Linked DNA regions of Arachis hypogaea: region 2 is linked to region 1. The links are chromatin contacts, called in public Hi-C maps. All regions are on one chromosome and are shown on one strand. Each heading gives the region's core, a stretch centred on a gene start, on an enhancer-like site or on the middle of the called end of the contact. The rest is flanking DNA. Distances are from core to core; before and after follow the strand shown.

Region 1 (7,448 bases), core at 3,236-5,735:
TTTATGTTGTTAGACACAGGGGCGGAGCCACATAGTGAGGAAGGGGGCAATGACCCCCGTAATTTTAATTTTTTACATGTAAATTATATGTAAATATCAGTTTAGTCCCCTTTAAAATTTTATTTTAATCTTATTTTATTGTGTAAATATTTTTAGTCCATTTCTAATATTTATCTAGTTCCCCTCCTGGTTAGACATATCAATTCTCATGTCAAACTTTGATAAGAAGTTTGATAGCTCAGTTCCTATCGTTATTTAATAAAGACATACCAGTCCCTAATAATTTTTAACATTTTCGGATTAGTCCTTTCATATAGGTGAACAATCTGACGAAATTAAAGTTTGGGACTAATTTGATGATTAAAAGTTTGGGGTATTACTAGATGTTGTTTCCTTACAACATTGGGGGACCAAATTTTTTCTATAGGAACTAAAAGCATTAACGTTGGGGCTATGTCTCCGTTGATCTTAATACTGTCGTGTCTTCATTGACAAAACAAGATCACAGGACAAGAAACCTAACACAGAATTGGATTATGGCATGCATTTATAACAGAAGATTGGCATAACTCACACCTGTATAATGGTGCCTGTTGTCCCCTGTTTTATCCTGTTTAGCTTGAAGCCTTGACTGTAAGAACATACAAGTGGGAATAGAAACGAAAAAAGCATTCCTTACTTATCTTGAATAATGGTGGAACCAAAACACAACTCAACCCATCACACGGCCCAAGCAAAGATACTTCAGCAGATTACTGTTTTAGTTCTTAATATTTGAACTACGTCTTAATTTCGTTCCTTGTATTGGAAACATCTTATTTTTGTCATATACGTCTTATCTCATCCTATTTTAGCGCTTTGGTCAAAATTAAAAATTTTTCTTTTAACATATCATTTCTTTGATTATCATCTTCTTTTTGGTAATGAACACAATCATAATTATAGTAGTTGTAGCAATGGTTCTAGTAATTTGAAAATAAAAAAGACAAAAAAAAAGTATCTTAGAAGAAAAAATTTTAATATTGTCTAGAAGACAAAAATAGGACGACATAAATATTTAGGACAAGAGTATGACATTTAAGATATTAGAGATTAAATCAAGACTTAACTCAGACAATTAGAGGCTGCATTCTTTTTTAAGGATCATATTTAGCCAATTCAAACCAACATGTTGAGAAAGATAATAAAATATACCTTGAGAACTAGAAGAGGATAAGTTACAACAGTAGCTCCAAGCTTAGCCAAAGCTCCAAGAAGAAATATCTAGTGCCATAAGGGAATCTTAGTCTGACAAATGTTGTAAACAATCAAAAGCAAATAAGGGAAGGAAGGTGTGAATATGATATCAGTTGGAAGTGATATACCTAGAGAAGCAAAATGAGAATAATACCTCAAATGCAGTTACCCCATTTCTACCCTTCTTATTCCCATAAGGTCTTCTTTTCATCTTTAATAACATGGTTTCATACAGCATGAACTGAATGGAAGGGTTGCATACCTGCAATTAGTGAAAAACAATCAATAATAGTTCATGTGATGATAATGAAAGAATTTATTTTCGAACGTACCATGATCAATGATGGTAACACACCATTCCAGAAACCAAGGATTCCACCTTCTTCATAGACTTGTATCTGCAAACACATATTAGTACGTTGCGTTATGGTATGGGAATCGATACGCGGTACACCACATATAAAATATTTATATAAAAAATATACTTATGATGTTCTCATACGCAGATAAATTGTAAATTGGTACGTATAAATTAGTACGTGACACGTCATCTAATTGGTGAAACATGTAACTATGGTATATTACACGTTGACATATGATGGTGTTTAGTCAAAACTAAAACAAAACATATTAACCCTTCAAGTGTCGGATGATCATTATTAATGTTTGAATGGTCTTTTTTCCAACAAAGTTAATCTTTCAAGGGTGATGATATACTTAACAAATCAATAATAATCACAATGGTCTCGGTCTATGTGTTCGAATATCACAAAGAGATCACTGACAAAGAATTTACCTACCACATGTTTAGTGTCATATGGAAGAGGCTTATCTGCAGGAAGAGGAACGCTTTCTTCACCACCAACAATTAACAATCCCATGTCAGGATCTTTCTTATTTGACTCTTTTCTTTGTGTCTGCATAGTAAAAAGTGGTTTTCCACAAAAATTGAAAAGACAAAAACAGTAATAATCAAGTTCAATGTAAGAAATCATTTCTTTCCATGATTCCTTCTCTTTAAAACAATGTTATCATGTAACTAAATTACCTGCATACGGGTGACAACAACCCATATAGGATTCGTCAAAAGCACATTAAGAGACCTACCAAAAATAAAATAAAAGAATTAAGTCATTGAGATCACATTATCTAATCATTGATTTTCACTAACATGATGTTGGAAGGTCAAATCGACAACACTTCACAAAGCATATGATTGAATTATAAGAAAATAAAGTAGAACCATTACTCATGCACTTAAATTTGCTGGGGCAAAAACAAACTATAACCATAGGGGTTCTTTTCTGGGCAGAAGAAAAGTACCCAGATAAAGCAGCAATAAAAAGAGAGGATAGCATTCCAACTGATCCATCACTGATGCCAATCTTTTTTTGTGTTAGTGCAGCTTCTTCGGCTCTGTTCCTGAATATTTGATAGAAATAATAATAAACACCCTGTACCATAAAATTTGTGAGAAACTAAACCAATATGAAATTCAAAGAAAAACATTGAACATGTTGCTATAAAAATACATGATGCAGCAATCATGGCTAGTTGGAAAACTTCCATAGTTCATTCTGAATCAAACAAATAAGTAAAGTATGTCAATAGTTATATTAAATAAGTCTCTAAAGTTTCCTTATCCATCTTAATAAAGTGTCAAAGGATAATCTTTTACCACTAACATAAGAAGAAAAATTGGAAGATGATCATTATAGGCTACCCTGTTGGCCTTCTATGAGATAAACATTTTAACACACTATTCACCAAGCAAAACTTCTACTTATTCGAGATTGGCAAAATTACACCATATTAGTCCTTCGGCCCTTTCCTATAAGTGACTCATCATGCTATTAAGGACTAGTATAGTACATTTTTGCCTATTTTTGGGACGTAATTAATGTAATTGGGATATCAAAGACTATTTTAGTGTAAGCGGTCAATCTCCAAGATCACTTTGGAGTTTATTTTCAATCTAATTTTCCCATTCATTATCACAAAAATGAAATATATCAACAAATAGTGTGATATACATTTCCGAAACATCATCCTAATCTCCTTCCTAACTTGTAAATTAAAAAAAAATTCTTTGTTTAGAAATTAGGAAATATCAATATTGATCAACAAAGTAAACAAATAGCAGCAATGTTTTATAAACTCATTTTTTCTTGTATGCCGAACTGACACACCTCTCGACCATTAGAGGGAGTGTGAGATCACCTTAGAAAAACTTGCAGCAACATCAACAACAGTTACAATTACACAAGAAGAGGTGTCTGATACAAAAAATAAAAAATCTCCAAACATAGTAAGCTGAAATAAGCTCACCTGAGATGCAGCAGTACCAACTAGTGATGGTATCAACCCTCCATACAATCGTTCCCACCCTTCTTCCTTCACAACCTATATCAGTATTTTTTTCCCAACAATCACAAACCTCGCTTTCTTCCTTTCATAAAATAAATTATTTAGCCAAAAAAAAATTACACTATGGCATTATGATTCAAGCTGAAATAAAGACAGAAAAAAGGACCTGGCACATTTGGTCGAGGGTTCCAACTTTACTCTTGATTTTCTTTACATCACGGTCGGTTTGTTGGCGAGTGTTTAACTGCAGATCACACCAGAAAAAATAATTATAAAACTCAAATCTTTCACGTCTTAAGAGAAAACCCACTATTTTCACGAGAGGATCGGATTTTGAAACCAAATTCTTACAGTTAGAAGAGGGTATGTTATGAGCTGAGAAATGATCCCTCCCCCAGCTCCGGCCAATCCATTGATCAAAGCGTCCGACATTTCTTTTCTTCTTTTCTGTTATTATTTATTTTCTCGGGAAAATGAAAATATTTCTCAGGAAAGCATGGCAACTGGTAACTAAGCAGAAAAAGAAATTAAGATTTAGTAATAGAGAGTGTATAGTAATTAGTATAGTAATTATTTATTTTCAATATGGATCAAGAGAATGGAATGGAATAAAGGCATGGAAGCACGACTTTCGGAATTTTGTGACGAAGCTTTCGTTTTGGTTGTTGTGTTTGGGAAAAAGCAAATAACGTTGACGTTGTTAACCGTTAAGGAAACAAGCTATAAGGGGTGCTCAACTGCCAAGTGCACTTTCGCAACTCATTTATTAAAAAAAATACAAACTAAGGCTGGTATTAATTTTAGCCTTTAAAAAAAATAAATTCAATCATGACCTCATACAAATAAAATTTATTTAACAAAAATATTGAAATGTGTTGTGATATATATGAATGGATGCCCATTTAATATATTGTGACTTTCTTCACAATGTTGGACGGCTAACTTTTCTAATAGAGAATTTTAATTTCTCAAGAAAGACTAAGCTTTATGAAACTTTGAAAAAGAATCCTTTGTACAAGTATAAATAGAAGGAGGGTCGGAAGCATATGAGGTACAACAATAATAAAAACAATAGCTTCTCTCTCTCGTAATATTCTTTCTCTTTCGTACTATTCTCTTAAATATTTTAATATTATTAAATATATTAATTATATCTACTATATTGATATAGTAATTATAGTGAATATTACTATTAGAGTTATCAAGTTATATTTCATATTTTATATTTGTTACCTCTTCCTTATTTATTTATTTAGTTATTCTACAACACGTTATCAGCACGAGACTCTGATCAAATTTTAGGAAGACTCCAGGTAACAAATTTTTATTATGTTAAAACTCTTTCATTTTAAATATAATGCTCTTGATATATTTAGAAATAATTATTTATCATGGATATAGATGTTAAAATCCATCTTGATTCAATGGATCTTGAAGATACCATTGAGGTTGAAAATAATACATCCCAGAAGGATAAAAGTCAAGGCCATGATTTTCCTTCATCGTCATCTTGACGAATGATTGAAAAATAAATATCCCACATTAAAAGATCTTGCAGATCTGTGGAAAGACTTTGAAGAAATGTACAATCATGTGATACTTCCTCAAACCTGATATGTTAGAGAAAACTTTTTTGACCTTCCATGTCTCGAATGTGCTCCTGCAGCAGCAGTATCAAGAAAAAAATTCAAAAATATTCTGAGTTAATTTCTTACTTTCTTGTTGCTGAACGCAACAATGAGTTACTTTTAAGGAATCATGAAGCGCGCCCAGTTGGCGCCGCCCCATTTCCTGAAGTAAATGCGGCAATTAACCCCAGAAGAGGTAAATAACAAGATTTTGATAACAAGAAAAATTATGGAAGGAAAAGAAATTATGTTCACAAGAAAGATCTCACTAGAAGTGGGATAAAGAAAGAAATAATGGGCAAAGTATATCAATTGAGGATAAATGCTTCCGTTGTGGTGGAAAGGGCCATTGGTCACGTACCTGTCGTACTCCAAGGCACCTAGTTAATCCTTATTAAGCATCCTTGAAAAGGGATGACAAAGAAAAGGAAACAAATTTTGTTTCAAATGATGAAAATTCCACCACTCATTATGATGTATCTAATTTCTTTAAGGATTCTGAAGGTAATATTGGCTATTTGATCAATGATGGAATAGTTTGATATGTGTATGTGTTTGTTAAGTATTCATGTGAATAATTTGACTGTGCATGTACTTCTACTCATTTTATAATTATCATTTGTTTTTGAAGAAAAATGACAAGGACATATTCTGAAGATATTTGCCTTGCGGATAGTGCAAGTTCGCACACTATTCTTAAAAGTGATATATATTTTACCCATCTTGTGCCAAAAGAAGAATATGTTAATACTATTATTGGCTCGGACAATGTGATAGAAGGCTCCGGAAGAGCTATAATTTTGTTTCCTGGAGGAACAAAATTCATAATAAATAATGCACTATTGTCTACTAAGTCTCGAAGAAACTTGTTGAGCTTTAAAGATATTCGCCGAAATGGATATCATATTGAGACTATGAATGAGGAAAGTCATGAGTACTTATGTACCACAACTCATGATTCAAATGAAAAGGTTATATTAGAAAAATTATCCTCACTTTCTTCTGGGTTATACTATACCAAGATTAGTGCAGTAGAATCACATGCCATCGTAAACCAGAAGTTTACTAGCCCAAATGAATTCATAACTTAGCATGATAGATTGGGTCATCCGAGAACAACCATGATGAAGAGAATTATTGAAAACTCCCATGGACATTCACTAAAGAACCAGAAGCTTCTTAAAACTAGTGAATTTTGTTGTGCTGCATGTTCTCAGGGAAAGTTAATTTTAAGGCCATCTCCAGTAAAGATTGGATTTGAGTCTCCTGAATTTCTAGAAAGGATTCAAGGTGATATATGTGGACCTATTCATCCACCATGTGGATCTTTTAGATATTTTATGGTCCTAATAGACGCATCTTCGAGATGGTCACATGTGTGCTTATTGTCCTCTCGCAACCTGGCGTTTGCGAGATTACTGGCTCAAATTATTCGATTAAAAGCACAATTTCTAGAAAATCCAATCAAAGCAATTTGTCTTGATAATGCTGGTGAATTTACTTCCCAACCTTTTGATGCTTATTGTATGGCTAATGGAATAAGTGTTTAAAATCTAGTAGCTTATGTTCACGCACAAAATGAGTTAGCAGAATTGCTTATTAAACGCCTCCAATTAATTGCTAGACCCTTGCTTATGAGATCAAATTCCCAACCTCAGTTTGGGGGCATGCTATTTTACATGCCGCAGCACTTATTCATTTGAGACCAACGAGTTACCATCACTTCTCTCCTATGCAATTAGCTTTTGGCCACCAGCCAAATGTTTCCCATTTAAGAATATTTGGGTGTGCGATATATGTTCCCATTGCACCACCTAATCGCACCAAAATGGCACCCCAAAGAAAATTGGGGATATATGTTCGATATGATTTTCCCTCTATAGTGAGGTATCTTGAGATACAAACTGGAGATATATTTAAAGCCCGGTTTGCGGATTGTCATTTTGATGAATCAAAATTTCCAACATTAGAGGGAGAGAATAAGCTTCCTGAAAAGGAGCTTAACTGGAATGCATCATCGTTGATGCATTTAGATCCTCGATCAGGGCAATGTGAACTGGAAGTTCAAAAGATTATTGGTGCACGAAATTGTGATCTCTAATAATGGCATTCAACTTGGTATGCGCGTTTATAGCTCAACACTTTCTTCACAACTTCGCACAACTAACCAGCAAGTGCACTGGGTCATCCAAGTAATAAACCTTACATGAGTAAGGG
Region 2 (7,874 bases), core at 204-2,703, 220 kb before region 1:
GGTTGACCAGAGAAGACAAGCCTTCCATTTTTGTGATACCATTATGGCTCAGGTATAGTTCTTCTAACGTTACGCAACCCTAAATCCAAAACACGATCCAAAGATATTAACTTCAAATTAAAACAATGAGGAAAAGAAAACGTGTCATAAACAAGTTTCAGTTTGAGTAATGACTCTTCGCTAAACTAAAAAATTTTGCTTGATGCAATACCTCGAATCCTGCCATCGAAGTGAGGCGATTGCTTTGCAAACTAAGCTTCTTGATGGATTTGAGACCACATAGGTTTACAACTTTAATCCGATTCCGGCCAAGCCACAGCTCCTGCAAATTCGTCAAGTTCTGCAGATTCTCCATCACCTGAACCAAAAATCGAAATCAAAATCAATCAATCAATCACAGCACAGTTCAAGTACATGCCACGAACCAACTAAGTAACTAACTAACCCGCAACTTGTTGGAACCGAGTTCAAGAATCTGCAAGTCAAGGAAGTGATCAATCTCTTCAATCTTAGGAACTTCATTCTTCGAGACATAGAGCTCCTTGAGGGTGTTGGAGACAGCGGACAAGCCATGAAGAGAGTTGATTTCGTTGAAGGAAACATCGAAAACCAAAAGGCTCTTAAATATCTTCATATCAGGAATCTTCCTCAATTGATTATCCCGCAGCACAAGCTCCTACGTATTGCACCACACCCGATTATTCCAATTCCACGTAAATTTACACGCCAAACTCAATTAGGTTAAGTTGACGCCCAATTTCACCCTAAATGGGGAGAGAGAGAGAGAGAGAGAGAGAGAGTACCTGGAGATCGGAGAGAGCGTTCCAGGAAGAAAGGGGCAAAACGGCGTCGTCTGTGATGAGATTCTGACGAAAAGAGAGCTTCTTGAGATGAGAGAGGTTCCCAATGCGAGGGTCCAACGACGACAAACGATTCGCTGTGAGGTCCAACTCGGTCAGGTTAGGGGGTAACTCGACCGAGTCGAGGTCGTGCATCTGGCAGCTCGTGAGATCCAGCACCGTCGCTGAAGGATCCCCTTCCTCCCCATCCCTTCCGGCCGATGATGCTTCCACCTCCGACGATGTTTCGTCCGCCATTCTTTTCTCGGCCACGAATATTTTCAGCCCTCTTACTGCAGCTTACGCTCAACTAAAACATTGTTTTTTTATTTAATTATTTTTTGTCAAGAACATTGTTTTGCTTTTAATTGATGAACAGAAAAGAGGAAGTCAGAGTATTCGGCCGTTATGTCCAGCCCAATAATATTTTTTCCAAGCCCAGAAACTGGCCTTTCGATAGTAAGCATACCTTTTACACAAATCGATTGAATGAGCCGTAGCTCACACACATTCCATCCCCTCTTCATCTCAAAGGTTTCGGACTCAACTTCTACTAACTATAATCGAAGAGAAAAAATTGGTAAACATACGAGGAGTGTATGGATATATGTTGTACCTAAGATTGAGTGTTATCCAATCTACTTGACCAAAAAAAATATAACTTGCGATTAAAACAAAAATGAGTAGAGTATAAAATCACAACTCATTTAAAAGTTGATTAATTAAACTTAGTTTGTATAACTTGCGATTTAAACAAAAAATAGATGAGCTTGTCTATCATTTTTTGGACTCCTTTTACATGTTCAAGTCTTTTTGATAAATAAATCCAATTAAATTAGTATAAATTTAACAAAAATCAGTTTTATTAGTGGAGTCTGAATACACACTTCAATTACATAAATCTTTTCGCATTTCTTTCCTCATCCTCCTTATTTTTTGCGTTTCTCCTCTTCTTTCTTTGAATTTCTATTCCTTCTTTTTCGTGTTCCTCCTCTTTCTTTTTCGCGTTTCTTTTTTTGGTTTTATTCCTCTCAAGAAAGTAAATCAAAAAGAATTTTGAGAAAATAAAATTAAAAAAAGATGAAAAAGAAGAAGTAAAGAAGCGAAAGATAAGGAGGAGAAATTCAAATAAAACAAAACCAAATGAACCTAAATTAAACTAAGAAATGAACTAAAATTTCTTAAGGAATAAAAAATTTGGTCAATATTTAATAGCAGCATCAAGTGAACCTCAGTTAATTCACAAATGAACCAAAATTAGTTTAGATTTAACAAAAACTAACTAAACAACTACACATGAACAAGTTCAGCAAATTCAAGCGAAACAAAACCAAATGAACTTAAATTAAACTAAGAAATGAATCGAAATTTCTTAAAGAACAAAAAATATGGTCAATACTTAACAACAACATCAAGTGAACCTCAATTAATTTATAAATAAACCGAAATTAGTTTAGATTTGAACAAAAACTAACTAAACAACTACATATGAACAAGTTCAACAAATTCAAATGAAACGAAACCAAATGAACCTAAATTAAACTAAGAAATGAATTGAAATTTCTTAAGGAATAAAAAATTTGGTCAATATTTAACAGCAGCATCAAGTGAACCTTAGTTAATTCACAAATGAACTGAAATTAGTTTAGATTTAAACAAAAACTAACTAAACAACTACACATGAACAAGTTCAGCAAATTCAAGTGAAACGAAACCAAATTAACTTAAATTAAACTAAGAAATGAATCGAAATTTCTTAAAGAACAAAAAATTTGATCAATACTTAACAACAACATCAAGTGAACCTCAATTAATTTATAAATAAACCGAAATTAGTTTATATTTGAACAAAAACTAACTAAACAACTACGTATGAATAAGTTTAGCAAATTCAAATAAAATGAAACCAAGTGAACCTAAATTAAACTAAGAAATGAATTGAAATTTCTTAAGGAATAAAAAATTTGGTTAATAGTTAATAGCAGCATCAAGTGAACCTCAATTAATTTACAAATGAACCAAAATTAGTTTAGATTTGAACAAAACATTAAAAAAAATTCAATCATCAACAAAAATATGTTGAATTTATTTCTGAATTCAAATGAACCTCAAATAAACTAAGAAATGAACCGAAATTATATAATAATGGCACTAGAGAAAATAAGAACCAATAAAGATGTTAGCAAAAATATTAGTGTTGTTGCTGATAACGATAACGAAAGAGAACGATAACGAAAAAGAAAAAAAAAAGAAGACACAAAAAAGAAGAATCTACGTACGTGAATTTAAACTAAAATGTGCACGTATGAATTTAAAATACTTAGTTGAATTTCATTAGAATTATGACTTAAATGTAAAGTTTTATTTTATATATATATATAAAATTGTCTTTCTTGTTAATTTTTTTTATTCTAAATAATTATTCTAAAATTATATAAATATATGATATTTTTATTTATATAAATATCAAATAAAGAGATAATTTTTCTCTAAAATAAAATAAAAAATAATTATTTTTTTATTTTAATTTTTAAATACAATTTTTTTATTTGAAGTTAGAGCGAGTTTGCCATACTCCCGACAAATTTTATATCTTTTATAGAGTTCGCCTTACCGACGAATTTGTTTTAAATAAAAAAAATCGTATTTAAAAAATTAAAGTTAAAAAAATAAATTTTAAAAAATAATTATATTTTTTATTTTATTTCAGTGAAAAATTTAATAAAAAGATGGTTAAAAACTTAAAATTATATAGTAATTTATTTAAAACAAAATAAAAAAGTTTTAAGATATGGACCTAACTTATTTTTCTTATTTTGTGGTTGCCACAAGGCCGCTGTAACTATGCCATTCATTTGACCCTTTTACTACTGGAAGGCGGAAGAGCTTCGGAACTGTGTAAGAAGCCTGAGGTTTGTGCACCACAGTTTACAGAGGAAAAACAAAACTATACAAAACTACATATCTTATGATTTGGATTCAAACTTGGCTAATGCTGTAATGCCAAGGTTGTTCCATCTCAAAGGTTCCATTTTTGCTTTCATTTCTCGTTGTTTTTCTGCAACAACAAAACACGAAAACGATGTTGTAGCATTGGTAGCTACCCAGCTGTCTAATTGTAGTGGGATACGTCAACTGAACCAACTATATGCCCATGTATTAACAACCCACTTTCTCGAATCAAATCCTGCACCTTTTAATTGGAACAATGTCATCAGGGCCTATGTTAGATTAGATGCTCCACGCAAGGCACTTCACATCCATGTTGCAATGCTTCGAGCAGGGGTTTTGCCCGATCATTATACCATGCCCATTGTTCTTAAGGCTGTGTGTCAGTGTTTTGCTGTTGAGCTTGGAAAGCAGCTGCATTCTGTTGCCGTGAAGCTTGGTTTGCAATCCAACGAGTATTGTGAAACAGGGTTCTTGGGTTTGTATTGTAAAGCTGGTGAATTTGGAAGTGCACGTAAGGTGTTTGATGAAAATCCTCAACCGAAGCTTGGTTCTTGGAATGCCATAATAGGTGGCCTTTCGCAGGCTGGGCTTGCCCAGGATGCAATAGACATGTTTATCAATATGAGGAGACATGGGTTTGTGCCAGACGGTGTCACCATGGTTAGCTTGACATCAGCTTGTGGGAGCATTGGTGACTTGAATTTGGCAATCCAGCTGCACAAATGTGTTTTACAGGCTAAGGATTCGGAGAAGACGGATATTTTGTTGTTGAATTCGCTGATTGACATGTATGGAAAGTGCGGCCGGATGGACTTGGCATATAGAATTTTTGCATCAATGGAGGATCGAAATGTTTCGTCATGGACATCCATGATTGTAGGATATGGGATGCATGGACATGTTAAGGAAGCACTAGATTGCTTCTGGTGTATGATAAAGGCAGGAGTAAATCCGAATTATGTGACTTTTATTGGAGTACTCAGTGCTTGCGTGCATGGTGGGACAGTTCAAGAGGGAAGATACTATTTTGATATGATGAAGAATGTTTATGGAATAACACCCCAAATGCAACACTATGGATGCATGGTAGACCTGTTGGGTCGAGCAGGATTGCTTGATGAGGCTAGAAAAATGGTGGAGGAGATGCCTATGAAGCCAAATTCTATAGTATGGGGGTGTTTGATGGGTGCATGTGAAAAACATGGGAACGTGGATATGGCAGAATGGGTAGCTAAGCATTTGCAAGAATTGGAACCTTGGAATGATGGTGCTTATGTGGTATTGTGCAATATCTATGCAAATCACGGATTGTGGAAGGAGGTGGAGAGAATAAGATCTTTCATGAAAGAAGGAAAGCTTGCTAAGGTTCCTGGTTATAGCCTCACAACAAATTCAAATTGAGGATTCAACAATAAATTAATTTGGCATTGGGAATTTTTCGGTCACTTCAACTTTTGTTTTGTATGGTTCATGACTTGAAATTTTGCCCTTTCTTCTTATGATTTTTTTTTTCTTAATTTCTGGGGATATGCTCGAAACCAAAGATAGTACCATAACATTGACGAGTATTTGTTGTGTTAGGAGCTTAAGGCCAGGCGAAGAATGAATTTAGGATAGATAGCTTATTTAGGAAGGAGGGAAACTTTGTTATATAATTTGTCTGTTGTTCATTACAGAATTGATAAGCTTTTTATTTTAAGAAGTCAGAAATTAAATTTTGGATTTGTAACTGAGGACTGAGAAAGATAGTGATTTGCCCAATCTGTAATGTGTGAAGAAAAAATACATTCACTTTATTATGGATAAAAAGAAAGGGAAAAGAGACTTTATTATGCAAGAAGCCAAGCTAGCCAATAGCAGTGCTCACGAAGAATAAGAAATATCAAAGGTTGCTGATGATAAATTGAGAACGAACTGATGTTTGGATTTTAGGGTAAAAGATGGTCACTAGTTAAAAGATGGTCACTAGTCCGATTATCAATTTATCATCGATATGTAAGTGTCAGGTAATGCTACGGTGAAGAGTGAAGAGTGAAGATGAAGAGTACAGTGTTGATGAAGAGTAAAGATTACTTTTTTTTTTTTAAGATGAAGAGTAAAGATTACCTTTTTTTTTTAAAGCAAAAAATACACATTCTTCTTTAAATTTAATAAATATCTTCATTCTTCACTTGATTCTATTCCACCAAAGAAAATTATGAAACTATGAAAGTGTTCCATCCCACAAACGAAAAATGCAGAAATTATTTTTAATATGGTGATGAAGATAATGTTTTAGCTGAATATTGATCTTTAAAGTGTATTACAGTATTGTGAAAGTGCAAAAACAAATGTTCAACCCTTTATATTGCAACACGCATCTTGCATGTTAACTCTCCACCTGCAAAATCCACCCATATGTAATTACACCAAATAATTCTATTTTCAACAAAAACACCAATATTTTTTTCATATAAAAAAAATTAGCATCTATAAAAAAAAACATTTGAAAAATTAAAAGCTCATGAGATTTCATCATTTTTTTCTTGTGTGTTTTATAAGTCAAAAGTATTCAATTTAAACTCACTATGGTAGCCCTTTGTTGAGTACTTTAGTTTCTATTTTATTTGTTTGTTTCCTTAGTTTTCTATTATAATAACATTTACCTTTAAGTTTAATGTGTCGAGTTTTTTTTTTGAAACCAAACTTCTCATAGTTTAAATTAAAAAATTACCTATTTTAATTAGAACATATTCTCTGACCCAAAAATAAAAAAAAAATAAAACATGATTAATTTTATTGTAGATCTCGTAAAAATAAGTGTCCTATGAGTGGTCTCTTCTCATTAGAAAATATTAACGTATTCAAAATTTCAATCATTTGAACTATGATTTGAACTTATTATAGACGTGATGTAAAAACTTTCGTCGTTATATAATTGTTTCAATTGCCAAATTTTCGTAGAAAATTCTAGCTTTTTGTCTCATTCTTATTGGCCGGAATATTCTGTGTATCCAATCAAAATCCAAGATAGTCAACCAAATCATACATTGGTAACATACTAACATACTAACATCTTGTATGCTATTTATTAGATTAAATTAAAGGTCTGATTAAGAGTTCAAATGGAAAAATTAACTCTTGCATCATCTTATTCACAAAATTGAGCATCGTCAGCTAAGAGGGAACCGAATTACTGAGTTGGTAGAACAGTAGAACGGTAGAAGAGTTTCAAAATTACAAGAAAGAAGACAACCTTACTGAAAGACTATTGTCTAGGAACTGCAGTGAAAAATGAAAACCCCTGATACTACAAATAGAGCAAGTTGTTACAAGCCAAACTTGGAAAGGGGAAAGATGAGTGAGAAAAGGTTTATGCACATACCGTGGATTCCAAAGGTACAACGCTATCCGGAAAATCATCTCTTTGCCCCGCAAGAGAGTAATATGCAAGAATGTGAGCCGGATGCTCAATGATTACTGGCATTTCCGGATTATTATTTACCGCCACATGTCTAGAAGGAATCAACTCGATATTCCAAAAGGGGCGAGCCATAGCCAAAAGATCGCGTCCAGAAGAAGAGGCACCATAGCCTTGCACCCACAAGTACCTAAGAGAAGCCAGGCGCATTGCAGCAATGGCTAGTGCACGCTCACTAAAAAAGGAACAGCCTCTCATTTCGAGTTTCTGGAGATTCGGACAGCCCTTAGAGAATTCCAAAAGCCCTGCATCGGACTGTCCAACATAGCCAAGTAGCATCCATCTTACATTTTGGCTGTATTGCCCAATGTAGCCAAGACCTTGGTCGGTCAAGCCCCCGGGTCGGAGATAAAGAGCAAATCTTCTAAGCTTGTTACAACCCATAAGTAAAGTCCTTACTCCGTTGTCAAGTGGCAAATCGGTTATTTCTGCTTCATGATCAAGCAGGACAAGGCGAAAATCACAAAGGTTTCTCAAGTGAGTCCCAATCTGTTCCAAACATGCATTTGTGATGTCAGATACATAAACAGCCAAATATTCGAGTTTTGGACATCCCTGTGCCAAAGCAGTTAATCCTCTATGGGAAACAACACCATCTTCATCTTCCATTCCTTGATCATCAT

The links. A called contact is a pair of places that touch in the nucleus more often than the background predicts.
Region 2: a contact with region 1 is called in a Hi-C map of leaf, with 3 times the contacts expected there. The contact joins the promoter of LOC112715430 here to the promoter of LOC112715426 in region 1. A contact is called at or near these places in 2 of 8 Hi-C or Micro-C datasets (leaf and an unstated tissue).

Annotation. Positions count from the first base shown.
Region 1 is chr10:26,781,809-26,789,256 of arahy.Tifrunner.gnm2.J5K5, reverse strand. It overlaps LOC112715426 (peroxisomal nicotinamide adenine dinucleotide carrier), which reads right to left and starts at 4,485. Exons shown (of 11, transcript XM_025767193.3): 1 at 3,955-4,485; 2 at 3,770-3,847; 3 at 3,565-3,639; 4 at 2,560-2,690; 5 at 2,285-2,339; 6 at 2,037-2,153; 7 at 1,569-1,634; 8 at 1,391-1,498; 9 at 1,195-1,263; 10 at 577-631. The coding sequence starts at 4,035.
Region 2 is chr10:27,001,861-27,009,734 of arahy.Tifrunner.gnm2.J5K5, reverse strand. It overlaps LOC112715430 (protein phosphatase 1 regulatory inhibitor subunit PPP1R7 homolog), which reads right to left and starts at 1,453. Exons shown (of 7, transcript XR_003159681.2): 1 at 804-1,453; 2 at 446-676; 3 at 212-358; 4 at 1-79. It overlaps LOC112715428 (coronatine-insensitive protein 1), which reads right to left. Exons shown (of 3, transcript XM_025767194.3): 3 at 6,897-7,874. The coding sequence ends at 7,144. It overlaps LOC112715429 (pentatricopeptide repeat-containing protein At1g77170, mitochondrial-like), which reads left to right and starts at 3,686. Exons shown (of 1, transcript XM_025767195.3): 1 at 3,686-5,552. The coding sequence starts at 3,840. The coding sequence ends at 5,192.